3 separate regions of the Mus musculus genome follow, and all the other regions are linked to region 1. The links are chromatin contacts, called in public HiChIP or PLAC-seq maps. All regions are on one chromosome and are shown on one strand. Each heading gives the region's core, a stretch centred on a gene start, on an enhancer-like site or on the middle of the called end of the contact. The rest is flanking DNA. Distances are from core to core; before and after follow the strand shown.

The links. HiChIP or PLAC-seq counts read pairs in DNA pulled down with a chosen protein or histone mark.
Region 2: a contact with region 1 is called in an H3K27ac HiChIP or PLAC-seq map of heart atrium, with 7 read pairs. The contact joins the promoter of P2rx4 here to the enhancer-like site in region 1. A contact is called at or near these places in 3 of 39 promoter capture datasets (the HPC-7 cell line and embryonic stem cells), 1 of 484 Hi-C or Micro-C datasets (cardiomyocytes), 12 of 115 datasets of contacts at active chromatin or transcription factors (T-cell acute lymphoblastic leukemia, astrocytes, bone marrow-derived dendritic cells and 7 more) and 3 of 9 other capture datasets (adipose tissue, embryonic stem cells and pancreatic islet).
Region 3: a contact with region 1 is called in an H3K27ac HiChIP or PLAC-seq map of heart atrium, with 2.6 times the contacts expected there. The contact joins two enhancer-like sites. A contact is called at or near these places in 1 of 39 promoter capture datasets (embryonic stem cells), 3 of 484 Hi-C or Micro-C datasets (bone marrow-derived macrophages, cerebral cortex and embryonic stem cells), 10 of 115 datasets of contacts at active chromatin or transcription factors (T-cell acute lymphoblastic leukemia, cardiomyocytes, embryonic stem cells and 6 more) and 3 of 9 other capture datasets (adipose tissue, embryonic stem cells and liver).

Annotation. Positions count from the first base shown.
Region 1 is chr5:122,525,835-122,529,402 of GRCm38.p6, reverse strand. No RefSeq gene overlaps it. Among named protein-coding and RNA genes, the nearest start is that of 1700040P09Rik, 14 kb to the right of the region's middle. Within about 2 kb of position 1,457, at least 104 of the 459 cell types and tissues checked have an H3K27ac peak or open chromatin away from gene starts, as enhancers often do. A contact at or near this core is called in adipose tissue, astrocytes, cardiomyocytes and 3 more, where this site is marked.
Region 2 is chr5:122,705,179-122,708,891 of GRCm38.p6, reverse strand. P2rx4 (purinergic receptor P2X, ligand-gated ion channel 4) reads right to left here and starts at 1,348. Exons shown (of 12, transcript NM_011026.3): 1 at 1,105-1,348. The coding sequence starts at 1,238.
Region 3 is chr5:122,724,822-122,728,903 of GRCm38.p6, reverse strand. It overlaps P2rx4 (purinergic receptor P2X, ligand-gated ion channel 4), which reads right to left. Exons shown (of 12, transcript NM_011026.3): 7 at 3,773-3,914; 8 at 3,538-3,674; 9 at 1,613-1,706; 10 at 1,440-1,505; 11 at 1,064-1,159; 12 at 1-617. The coding sequence ends at 591. It also overlaps a transcript of Camkk2 not described here. Among named protein-coding and RNA genes, the nearest start is that of P2rx4, 19 kb to the right of the region's middle. Within about 2 kb of position 2,728, at least 15 of the 459 cell types and tissues checked have an H3K27ac peak or open chromatin away from gene starts, as enhancers often do. A contact at or near this core is called in heart atrium, where this site is marked.

The sequences.
Region 1 (3,568 bases), core at 208-2,707:
TCTGGGTCACTAGTTGGATGGGTCACAAGTTACAGGATAAAATACAACATCCCAGCTGCTGAAGGCAGACAGGTGGACACTCTATTGCCCAGCCTGCCCTGCTGGCAGGGGAGAGGAAAGTAGTGAGTGGAGGGAGAGAGAAGAGAGGGCATAGCCTTTTTATGACCCTGTGACTCTTTAAGGGAAACCGTGATCTTACAGCTTTGTCCCCATGGGTCTGCCCTCTGTGTCACATGCTGAAGAGTGAATTGCAGGTTTCTTGTCTTCACCAGAGAGCCTCAGGTTCTGCTTTCAACGTTGTATTTGTCTCCTGATGTTGCTATACAAACATCCAACTTGATGGCTTAAAACAGGACTGTAGCCTTAAATTTCTAAGGCCAGAAATCCAGAGGTCAGGGTGTCCGACTGGTCAAGTCCCCACTAGGGCCTCTGAAGGGCATCCATCTTGCTTTTCCAGCTTCAGGAGCCTAGCACTTCTTGGCTTGAGGCCCCTTCCTCAAAGTACAAGGATCTTTCCCTAGTTTAGAGCCTCCCACCATGTAATGAATCATAATGGGCTCTGGCCCCAGCCTGTCCTAGCTCCTGTCCTCAGTCCTGCCTTTCTTCCTTGGACTTTTCCTTTATGAACTGTGTGTTTTGTCTTGTTTTAGTCTGTATGGATCTCACCGTGTAACAACTCCAGGCCAGCCTCAAAGTAGTGACCCTCCCAGGGCGCACTCCCAAAATCCGGGGTATGCTACCCTGAGCTCAGCTTCCTTCCTAGGCCTCCAAGGGACTTCTTAGAGATGGGAGATTATTTCATTGCAAGAGACAAAGGGCAGGGTCAGCGATTGTTAGTCTTAGGAAGTTTCCCTAGAACAGAGAGAGGAGCCTCTTGAGTTTGGGGGCTGTGGACACTGGAAAGACAGAGAGTCCAGGCATAGGAAGAAGGGGGACCCAGTATGCTTGAACTATAGGAGACACAGACAAGAAGGGTACCAGTGGCCCACATGTTGGTGTGACAGCCTTCCCCTTTGCCTTTCCCGCAGGGCGACTTCACCGAAGCACTACCACACTTCCCAGGTCTTGGTGCTTTTATTTTTAGTTTAGGGTATTTTCTATTGTTTGAAGGTTGCCTTGCAACCCTTTTGCCTGGAGGCTTTAAACAATATAGGGTTTCTTTGCTGAGCAGCAACAGTAGCCAAGAGAGACCGAACATAAACTTTTAAGTCTATTTTTTCAGAGTTTGTAAATCAGCAATGGCTTTAAACAGAGGAACAAGCGCCCCCAACTTGCCCCTCCTGGGGGAGGGCAGAAGGGTGCCTGGCAGAGAACACTGTGTGGACTCTTATCGTCTATGCGAACGCAGGGACAAGCTCCAGAGTAGGAAAACAAAACATCTGCTATTAATACACCCGAGTCCTCCAGCACACGGCTGGATTCGATTATTTGTGAAAGGGAAAGATACTCTTTACCCTCTAGAGCTCTCTTGCCAGCCAGGGCAGAGCGGGCAGAGGCAGTGCCCTCCGTGATGCGAAAGGGGTGGTCACCCAGGCCTAACTTTGGACAGGAAAGAGAAGAGAAGCCTTCAGACTCGTCCCAAGAGGAATGCTTTGCCTGGCTTGGGATGTCTGAAGCCCTGATGGCTTCATTCAGAATTAAGAAAGAAGAGGGCCCCACCCACTCAGAGGAGAAGACCGTGGGTAGGGGGGTGGGGCTCTGGGAGATTGTGGGAGGGGTGACCGGGAGAGGGGCAGTGAGTGGGATGTAAAGTGAATAAGTAAAATAAAATAAAATAAAATAAAAGAAGGGGGCGGGGTGAAACAGGCTCAGTCAGAAAGCTCGGCAGGGAAAGGGCCAGAGTACCCTGCCTCTCCATCACACAGGCATCATCACTATGTCTATGTCCAACTGCAGGAGCCAGAGACCCAGGCAGCCTTGGCAGGGAGCAAGGCTAAAAGAGGACAAAGCTGAGAAGAGACAGAATGGTGTGTGGAGCAGATACAGGGTCTTTAGCCCTCTCTCCTCCCAGTGACAAAGTGTCCAAATTGGCAGGGGTTGCCTAGATGTCTAGTTAATGATAAGCCTTCAGCTGGCAAAGAACCAGAGGGAGGGGTGAAGGGGAGGGGGCAGGAGCACACACAACACCTAGTCCGGTGCCTGCTGGGTCACCCCAGAGGCTCCACAGTGTCCTAACTGCCTGGAAGGTTCCCTGCTTATCACCCACCAAAGTTAGGCTGCTGCCTCAAGCCCAAAGAACATTCGAGCAGCCAAGAGCCTCGGGCAGACACTGGGAGAAGAGGGCCGTGCTAGCCGGGCCTGCCCTCTCCAAGAACAAACAGGACAAAGGTCACTGTACTCGGAGCCGCCTCTCCCATCCTGCCTGGCTCCTGTGCCACATACCACAGTTCGTCCTGGCATTGCCACACCAGGCAGGTACCCGCCGTTTCTGTGCCCATTCCAGATCTTATTTCCCAAGTGGGACCCAGTGCCATCCTAGTGGAAGCGATGGTGTCCCATCACCTTAGAACAGGAAAGCCATCATGTCGGAACCTGTTGGGGAGCCACGCTTGCTTGTGACACATTTAGATGCGAGTATATATGAGAGGAAAGAGTCTTTAACCAAAGCCAGCTAGCTCCCTGGCCTGCCTACAGAAGCCGCTCTCTGTGGGAACGCGGCTCTCCAGGCCACCTTAGAACCTAAGCTGACTGACAGTGTAGTACTGCCATCCAGGCAGGCTTGGATCCGTCTCTCCTCCAGCGGCTCCAAGTATCTACTGGGCTGCTCTTTGAGAATTCAAATAAGTTGGAGACCACAGAGTTTGGCAGGAGTAGGCAGGCCTGGCACTGGTTAGCCAGAGACAGAGCAAGGGAAAGAAGGCTTGGGCATTGTGAGCCGCTGAGGTCCTGGCCCACGGCCTTCTTGCTGGGTGGGTCTGAGGGGAGCTGCTGCTTTTTCTTGTCTGGGGATGGCCTCCAGGCCCTGAGATGATGGGCATGTAGCCACAACGCTCACCGAAGCCCAGACCGCACAGAGCACACCGCGTGAATTCTCTCTTTGTTCTGTTGCTGTTTTGTTTTTAATTTATGTTTTTGAGACAGAGTCTCCTGTAGCCTAGGCTGGCCTCAAACTCACTATGGAGCCCAGGTTGACCTTGAACACCTGGTCTTTCTGTCTCCATTTCCCAAGTGCTGGGATTACAGATATGAACCATCATGTCCAGGGTGTCTCCTTGTTTAACCTCCACGATACCTGTGGCTCAGGTATAGCACTGACCCACCAATGAGTGAGGACGGAGACTCGGAGAAGTTGAACCGCTGTATGTGTGCCTGCATGAGCCCTGGCTGTGACTTAGCCCCCCTGCGCTGTGAGGACAGGATAGTAGAATTGGAGGCCTTGCGCAGGCTTCTTAGAAGCTACAGCTCCTGATTTATGCTCCTCAAAGCTGTCTGAGGAAGTTGTTTAGCTTCTAAGGTGATAGATGAGGACTGGGTCTTCTGTTTGGAGAGCCTAGGGCGGAGGGTAAGTCAGGACAGTTTCTCTCCTCTGGTCCCCAAGGGCTCCACAGGCCAACTGCTGGCCAGTGTT
Region 2 (3,713 bases), core at 99-2,598, 180 kb before region 1:
TTGATTTATTATTTAGTTGGGACACTGTAATAATTCTGGTTGTCCTGAAACTATGTAGACCAGGCTGGCTTTGAACTCATAGATATCTGCCTACCTGTCTCTCACCAGTGCTAGGATTAAAGGCTGTATCTTAGGCATTCTTAACCATCTCTCTGGGCCATCTCTCCAGCCACCTGTGTACCTATTTCATATACCTAAGGCCACACAAAGCTTTCTCAGGTGAGTGTGGTCAGGCACAGAGGTCTTACAGCTCTGAGTCAGTTTGTGAATTGGCAATCTATCTGTGTTTTTTGTGGATTCCTAAGTGACTCCAATGTGTTGTTTGGGGACCCGTGCTTTAGGCCCTTTAGTAAGAAAACAGATCCACCTGTCACGCTAGCAGCTGTTGACACTCGAATACCTTGAAATTGGGCCCAGGAGGCAAGGTAAGGTTCACCATCTCTCCTGGGGTGTATTACAGCCTTACAGGTGCATCCAATTAAAATTAAACGTTTCATAACGCCTAGTGATGGGAGGGTATATATAAACAGTAATGAAGAGCAGAGTTTAGAATCAAAATCAGGCGGGTACTCATATTCCCAACCAATCCAACAAAACAAAGGAAGTGACCTTGGGACACTTTTGGGAAGTGTGACATCTCAAGGGTACTGGGTTATCAGAAGCTTCTTAAGGTAACAGAAACCACAGACCCAGAAAGTACCGAATGAAAACCACAAGCCTTGGTTTCTGTCCGAGTTTGAAAAGGAACCGAAGAGAAGTCCGTGACGCACAGAGTTAAGCCTTCCCTGCCCTGCCCCTCCACCAAGCCAAGGCGCAGCATGAAGCAAGTCGGGAGGGAAGGATGCGAGAAAGATGGGGTGACAGTCTAGCTAAGACGAGGCTTAGCTCCCAGGACGTCCAGTAGTCCCCAGTGTCCTGTTCAAGCTGGTTCCAGGTGGCTTGGCTAGAGCCCGGCGAGGGCGTGTCGCCGCCCCTTGAACTCGGGGAGGAGGGGCTTGGCCGGCTCAGCTATTGCCCCAGACCCAGAGAGCGAGCAAGGGGGCGCTGCCAGGTCCCGACAGTCTGGGTTGCCCCCAGCCGCGGCCCCTCCCCAGGCCCGCTCACCCAATGACGTAAGCCAGGATGAGCAGCTGCACCACGCGGTTCATGAGCCCCACTTTACGGCTGCGGATGAGCACGATGCGCGGCGTGTCGTACTCGAACAGGAAAGCCCGGAGCACGGAGCAGCAGCCTGCCATGGCTCCGCCGCCCGCTGCTCCGCGTCGTGGCCACCGCGGGTCGCCTTGTCGCTGCCACCACCACCACCGGGTCCGGGCAGCAGCCCCGCCCAGCAGCTCGGCCCGGAAATAGGCGGCGCGCGACCTGAGGAGCGCGTCTCCTCCCCCTCTGCCACCCCAGGGTGACGCCCCAACTCGTGACCCTCTCAAAGGGACGATCTAAAAAGCAAGAGTGGTATAGCACTAAGGGACGAATTACCTCTGGAGCAGGGAGCAAGGTCAGCTCCCGGAGGGACAAGGATAATGACGCCCTCAGGCCTAGGATTGAAAGGCAGACAGTTGAGTTCTGTTGCAAAGGACAGCTCTGCGGTTCAGATATAGGATAACGAGCCGTGCGCCAGGGGAACTTGGATAGGAGTTACATTCCTAGAGGACCCGAGTGCTGAAGAGTCAGTCCCCTGACTGAAGGAGGCAAACTTGATCTGGATGTAGTGGAGGGAGCCCCGCTGTGCTGCTTTATGAAACTATAGGGTGGGTGAATAAGTACCTGGTGTACTAGGATGTCTGCAGAAGTCAGCCACAAATGCCACCATATACCCCTCTTAGGCCTGAAGCCGATCCATGTCCCTACCCCTAGTCAGATAACTGTCGTAGTTGCACCTGAGAGGAGGCAACAGCCAGCACCTGGGGGGTGGGGGGGGGTCCCTGTAGCCATCTTGCTATTGAGAATGGCTTACCGCAAGCTTAGGGAGAATTGGAAAAATTCAAGCCCGTGGGGAGACACCATTGTTAAGGTCACATATATCCATTCCCTTCCGAAGTTTTTTTAATAGGCGTTTTATATTAAGTGTAACAGATACATCCAAGTACCCTTATACCAGGTACTGTCCAGCAAGCATAGTGAGAGCATCTCAGCCCTGTGCAGTATAAATATAGCAGGTAATATACACAAGGCTTGAGGTTCTAATCAGACTCCTCGCGGTTCTTTTCATTTTCTGCTCCATGCATCTTTTATTTCATCTGAGTTAGCTTCAGCTTCTGGTCACTTGGCTCCATGGATCTGAGAGAGCATGGTGGACCTTACAGAAAGGCATGGGGACAAGGTGTGTCTTTCCACCACCAGGTCCCAGGGAATTAGTTATTCCAGCTGGCTTCACCTCCTTTGTACCGCCTCCCAATGCTAAGATAAGATTTGCCGTTATGTCATAGCTCCCAATGTTAAGGTCTCTCAGCATCCAGTCCCCTCTCAGCATTATCTCCCACGTAGGGAAGAAGCCTTCAACACATGAAGGTTTGGGAAGAACTCTTCATACACAAGTCATAGTGCCCTGTTACCAGCGACTCATCACGGGATTTGAATGATTTTGAGTTTTAATCTAAGGCCTAGTGGGAAAACATGCCAGCCTGGTGTGGTGGCACATGCCTGTTATCCCAGCAGTCCGAAAGCAGAGCTGGGAGGATTGGCACAAGTTCAAAGCCAGCCTGGTTTATATACCTAGTTCTAACTATAGAGTGAGACCTTGTTTCCGTCTATAGTCAGTGAGTAGGATAGATGCTGCCAAATTTGACAACCTGAGTTTAATCCCTAGAACATAAGTGGTGGAAAAAAAGAGAACAAACTCCCACGATTGTCCTCCAGCGTGTGCGTGCCCCCCTCCTAGTACATTGTTTGAGAAAATTCTGAGACAAAAGAATAAATATAAGCCATGTGATATTTCCTTAATTCTTCTTGACCACTACTCTCTATGTCTTACTGGGTCATCATCCTGAGTTTCTCACACGCAGGACAAAGGCTCTGGCGTGACATCTCCAGCCCTGACTGCTTCTTATTTTGTAATACCTATTTGATTTTTTTTTCCCAAGACAGGGTTTCTCTGTGTAGCCCTGGCTGTCCTGGAACTCACTCTGTAGACCAGGCTGGCCTCGAACTCAGAAATCCGCCTGCCTCTGCCTCCAGAGTGCTGGGATCAAAGGCGTGCGCCACCATGCCTGGCTTGATTTTTTTTAAATGTATTCATCTTTAAAGGATTTATTTTTAATTATGGGTACTTGTGTGCATGTGACGTGTGTCATGCATATGTGCAAGAGGACACCGGATCTCGTGGAACTGGAGTTGTGGGCAGTTGTGAGCTACTTGATGTGTGTCATGAGTAGTTTTATAAGTCTTACAGTTTTTTTTCTCTATCCCAGCTAGCTTTCAAATAAATGAGACTGAAACTATTAGATTTATTTAATAGGCTTTACAGTATAAGATCTAAGCAGCTCTTAATCTATTCTAATTCTCTAAGGTAATCTGGCTGTCAACCAGCCAAAACCGCCTAGAAACTTGCAGTTTAATATCAGTCTGGCTCTCTCTGCTCCAGTCTGTTCTCATGGTATCTCCTGGACCCTCTCTACTTGGTGAATATTTCTTTCCTTCTCCCCTCACCCCCCAGCCCCCACCGCCACTGGCAGAAGTCCCGCCCTATTCTCTCCTCTAGTCAGTTATTGGTTAAT
Region 3 (4,082 bases), core at 1,479-3,978, 200 kb before region 1:
ACGGCACCTGGGGGAGCCTCCTTCCTTATAAAGTGCTTGGACAGAGCTGCTGTGCCTCCAAGGACTGGGCCTGTCCGTAAGCCACAGCCGTGTCTCTGCTCCCATATTCCCCTTACCTCAGTACACTCACATTGTATAAGCAACAGGTGACCCAGCCAACAGCACACCAGAAATCCATTGTGTGTAGTGTGCAAATGACCCCCCCCCCATATGCACAATGAGATTAATAGGGTTTCTTGGATGTCTTGGAGTTTGAGGCCAGCCTGAGATGTGTACAATGAACCTGTAAAATGTAAAAATGCCGGAACTCCCGTGGGAAGTGGGTGCTGTTATGGACGTGTGGGATTCCAGCACCCCTGGAGGTTGAAGCAGGAGGATCTTGAATCTGAAGCCCATCTGAGCTGCAGAGCAGGACCCGGGCTCAAAACCCACAAAAAAACAATACAAGACGTGCTCGGGCAACCCTGAGTATTTGTGGAGTGGAGACCGAGTGAGACTCTGGAACCGTCTCTAGAGTGACAGACGCAGCAGCCAAGTCTCCCATATTTCTGCATCACAGGCTGAGTGGGATTGAAATGTAGGGTTAGGCATCACTGGTCCGTCTCTCCGGAAAGACCCTGCGAAGAGGGGTAAACGAGTGACTACCCAGCCCGTGTTGCCACCAGATCCCCAACCACCTACGGCAGGCAGCGGCTTGGTGCCTCTCCTGAGGGCTTGTGGGGAGATCTTAGCAACAGAGAGGTCTCCAGTTAGTTCTAGAGAGTCTCACAGTAAGGTACAAAACCCTCGTTCTGAGGATGAATGAAAGTACCATGTGGATGGAGATCCATTGTCACAGTCAAGGTGTGACAGTGATAAATAGAAGGTAAGACACAGCTGGGTTTTAAAGAGGGAGTCTATCTGAAGAGAGGAAAAGCCATGCTACTACAGGTGTAACTGCTGGGGTGATCAGCTGACCCGTGCCAGCCTCGGTAGAAGGGCCTTTGCTCGGTGCTCTCCGTGGGGACAAGGGACAAAGGCAAGACGCTCACACTTCGTGCCTGCGCTGGGTACAGGTGCTTACCTGCTCGTAGTCTTCCACATACTTATATTTCTTGTCCCGGTAGTAGTATCTCTTCTTCATACAGTAGAGGACTATGACGTCACACAGCACGGTCGCCTGATTTAGCACAGAATAAACCAGGATGCTTTATAAGACCCCCTTCCTCTGAGATCTAACCTACCAAGGAGGAATGGCATCTCCGTTTCTCTGCATCAGACTGGACTGAGACCAACCGGCTTGGTCTCAGAGGTGGGATTTCTAGGGAATCTTTCTCCTCACCCCAAACGGCATCCAGTCTAGAGTCAAGTCTGAGGTTTAGGGGAAGGCCAGCGCTTGCTCACTAAGCTGCTGACGAGTAAGAAAGGTCCAGACAAGGAAACCGCTCTAAAACACTCACCACCCCTAGGAGCGCCAAGCCAGAGCCAACATTGATCATGGTTGGGATGATGTCAAACTTGCCAGCCTGGCGGAAGACAGGAGGAGAACCAAAGTGTTCTAATGGGGGTGATGACAGAAAATAGGACAGTGGGAGGCTTTCTCTCTCCAAGCAGGGTTCAGAGGAGGGCCTACCTTTCCAAACACGATGATGTCAAAGCGGATGCCATATGCCTTGGTGAGTGTGCGTTGCTCATTGCCAGCAAGGTCCCTGTAGTACTTGGCAAACCTGGAGGAAAAGAGGGTAGGGTGGAGAATAAGTGCAGATCTTGGGGTCCCAGGCAGGGACTGTTAGCGCAGGACCCAAGTCCCTGAGCACAACTTGTCTTGGTTAACGAGTTGCTCCAGTGGCTTCGCAGACACCAAGCACCCTCCCCCCCCCAGGTCAGCCTCCTAGTTAATGTGAGGCAATGTAGCAGGAGGAGCCAGGACCCCTCCCGGAGGAGCAGAGGGACTCCTCTGCCACCAGCATCCTACCCCAGGATGGGAGCCCTTTTGCTCTGAACGGCCTTCCTGATGATACAGCTGGGTCATATCATCATCCCCTGCCTCTCTCCAGGGGACCCTGTGCACTAACAGAACTTGTCAGCCAGTGGGGATCTACAAGACTGCATGGAAGGATGGGGACTGAGCCAGCCCCGGGGCTCACAGCCCGGCTGGAGCTTGGCTCCAGGTGGGATACACCACGCCTCTGGGCTCCCCCCCTGGCTACCACCTGCCATTTTAGTCTCATTGGCTGGATTGAGATACACAATTGAGATAAGACACCAACTCAGCTCACCCTCCAGGCTACAGAATGCAAACCAGGGAAGTCTGTAATCCCAGCTGTCCCGGGAAACTAAAAGGTCAATTAGTTCCTAAATATGCAATATGGAGATTCTCCGAAGAAACCTTGCCCCTATCACCGCTCTGCCCGGCCCCAGCCTTAGTTAGCTTTCTATCAGAATCTCAAGTCTGGGATTTATCTGTGCCACAGCTTCTATGCTATTGGTCCAGGCTTGGGACCCTCAGGTGAGACTGGTGCTGGCTACGGTCTGGGTGTGTGTGAGATCCGTCAACTTCTCAGTTCTAGGATTCCAAGCTTTAGGTCTCCACCGTGGCCCCTAAGAACCCTGAGACAGAGACAGAACCATACAAATCTGACCCCACCCTGGTGTGGGGGTTGGGGGGAGTTCGAATAGCTGCCCTAGTCTCAAGAAAGCCTTCTTACTACCCCACGCAAATTTGATACCACAAGCTACCACTAGAGGGAGTCAAGGGCAACTTTGAAAACTGACCTAGCAAATAAATGCTCGTTAACTGTACACAGGATTTGGCTGCTTTTGAAAAATGGCAATGGTGTTCCCAGGCCTCGCTCACATTCCCAGGTGTCCTGGATTTAATAGTGTCCCTTCTCAAATTCATCTCCACCTGCAAAGGTGATCTTATTTTGCAGATGTAATTAGTTAAAGAGAGGTCATGCCAGATTAAGGTTAACCCTAAATCTAATGTTCTTGAAGAGAAGATCGAACCAACCCGGTCTACACAGCAAGTTCCTAGCCGTCCATAAATAGAAGAGAGAAGGTGGGTGTGGCGGGTGCACACCTCTAATCCCAGCACTTGGGGTGATGGTGGGGGTTCAGGAGTTTACGGCATCAGACCGCAGAGTTCACAGCAACATAATCCTACAGACTTCTGGTTTCAGAACTATCGAAGAATAAAATTCTGTTGTTTCGAGCTGTTCGGTGTCATCTGTTACTAGAGCCCGGGGAAACAGATACAGCAGCATCTTCAGCTGGCTAGTTTCAGTGCAGCCTCTTTTTTTTTTTTTTTTTTTTTTTTTTTTCTTTTCGAGACAGGGCTTCTCTGTATAGCCCTGGTTGCCCCGGAACTCACTTTGTAGACCAGGCTGGCCTCGAACCTAGAAATCCGCCTGCTTCTGCCTCCCAAGTGCTGGGATTAAAGGCGTGTGCCACCACCGCCCGGCTCAGTGCAGCCTCTTATATTTTAGTGAGACAGGTCTCAGGATGTGCCCTGGGCTTGAACCACATGTACGCATCCTCCCAACGCGTGAGCGGTACCTGAAATTGTAGCCAGGAGACACGTTGTGTTCTAAGTCCCGAGTGTCGAGGCGCCGGAAGGAATATCTGGGCAGGCAGTGGGAGGCAGCTCTGTCAAGGTTGCAGTCCCACTTGATCTGGATACCCATGATGCCTCCCTGTGGGGAAAGCAGGGGAGGCTTTCGGAACTCAAGCTCACGCTGGGGCCGGGATCCTGGGGCAGGTAAGATGCGAGGAAAACCATGCTGGCACCTACCTCCACTGCCATCTCCTGAAAGCTGTGGCCCGCATCCGCCACGATTTGGCCAAGACGGAATATGGGGCAGAAGGGATCCGTCCGCGCATTATAAATGCACGACTTGAGGTAGGAGGTGGTAATGTTGGGGAGGATATTCCTCCTGAAGTAGGGGAGGAAGCAGAGAGTCTGAGCAAGGGCAGCTTCGGGGAGAGCCAGAAGTTCTTTTTTATAAATCTTTTTTTTTTTTTTAATTTTATTTATTTATTATATGTAAGTACACTGTAGCTGTCTTCAGACACCAGAAGTGGGCACCAGATCTCGTTATGGA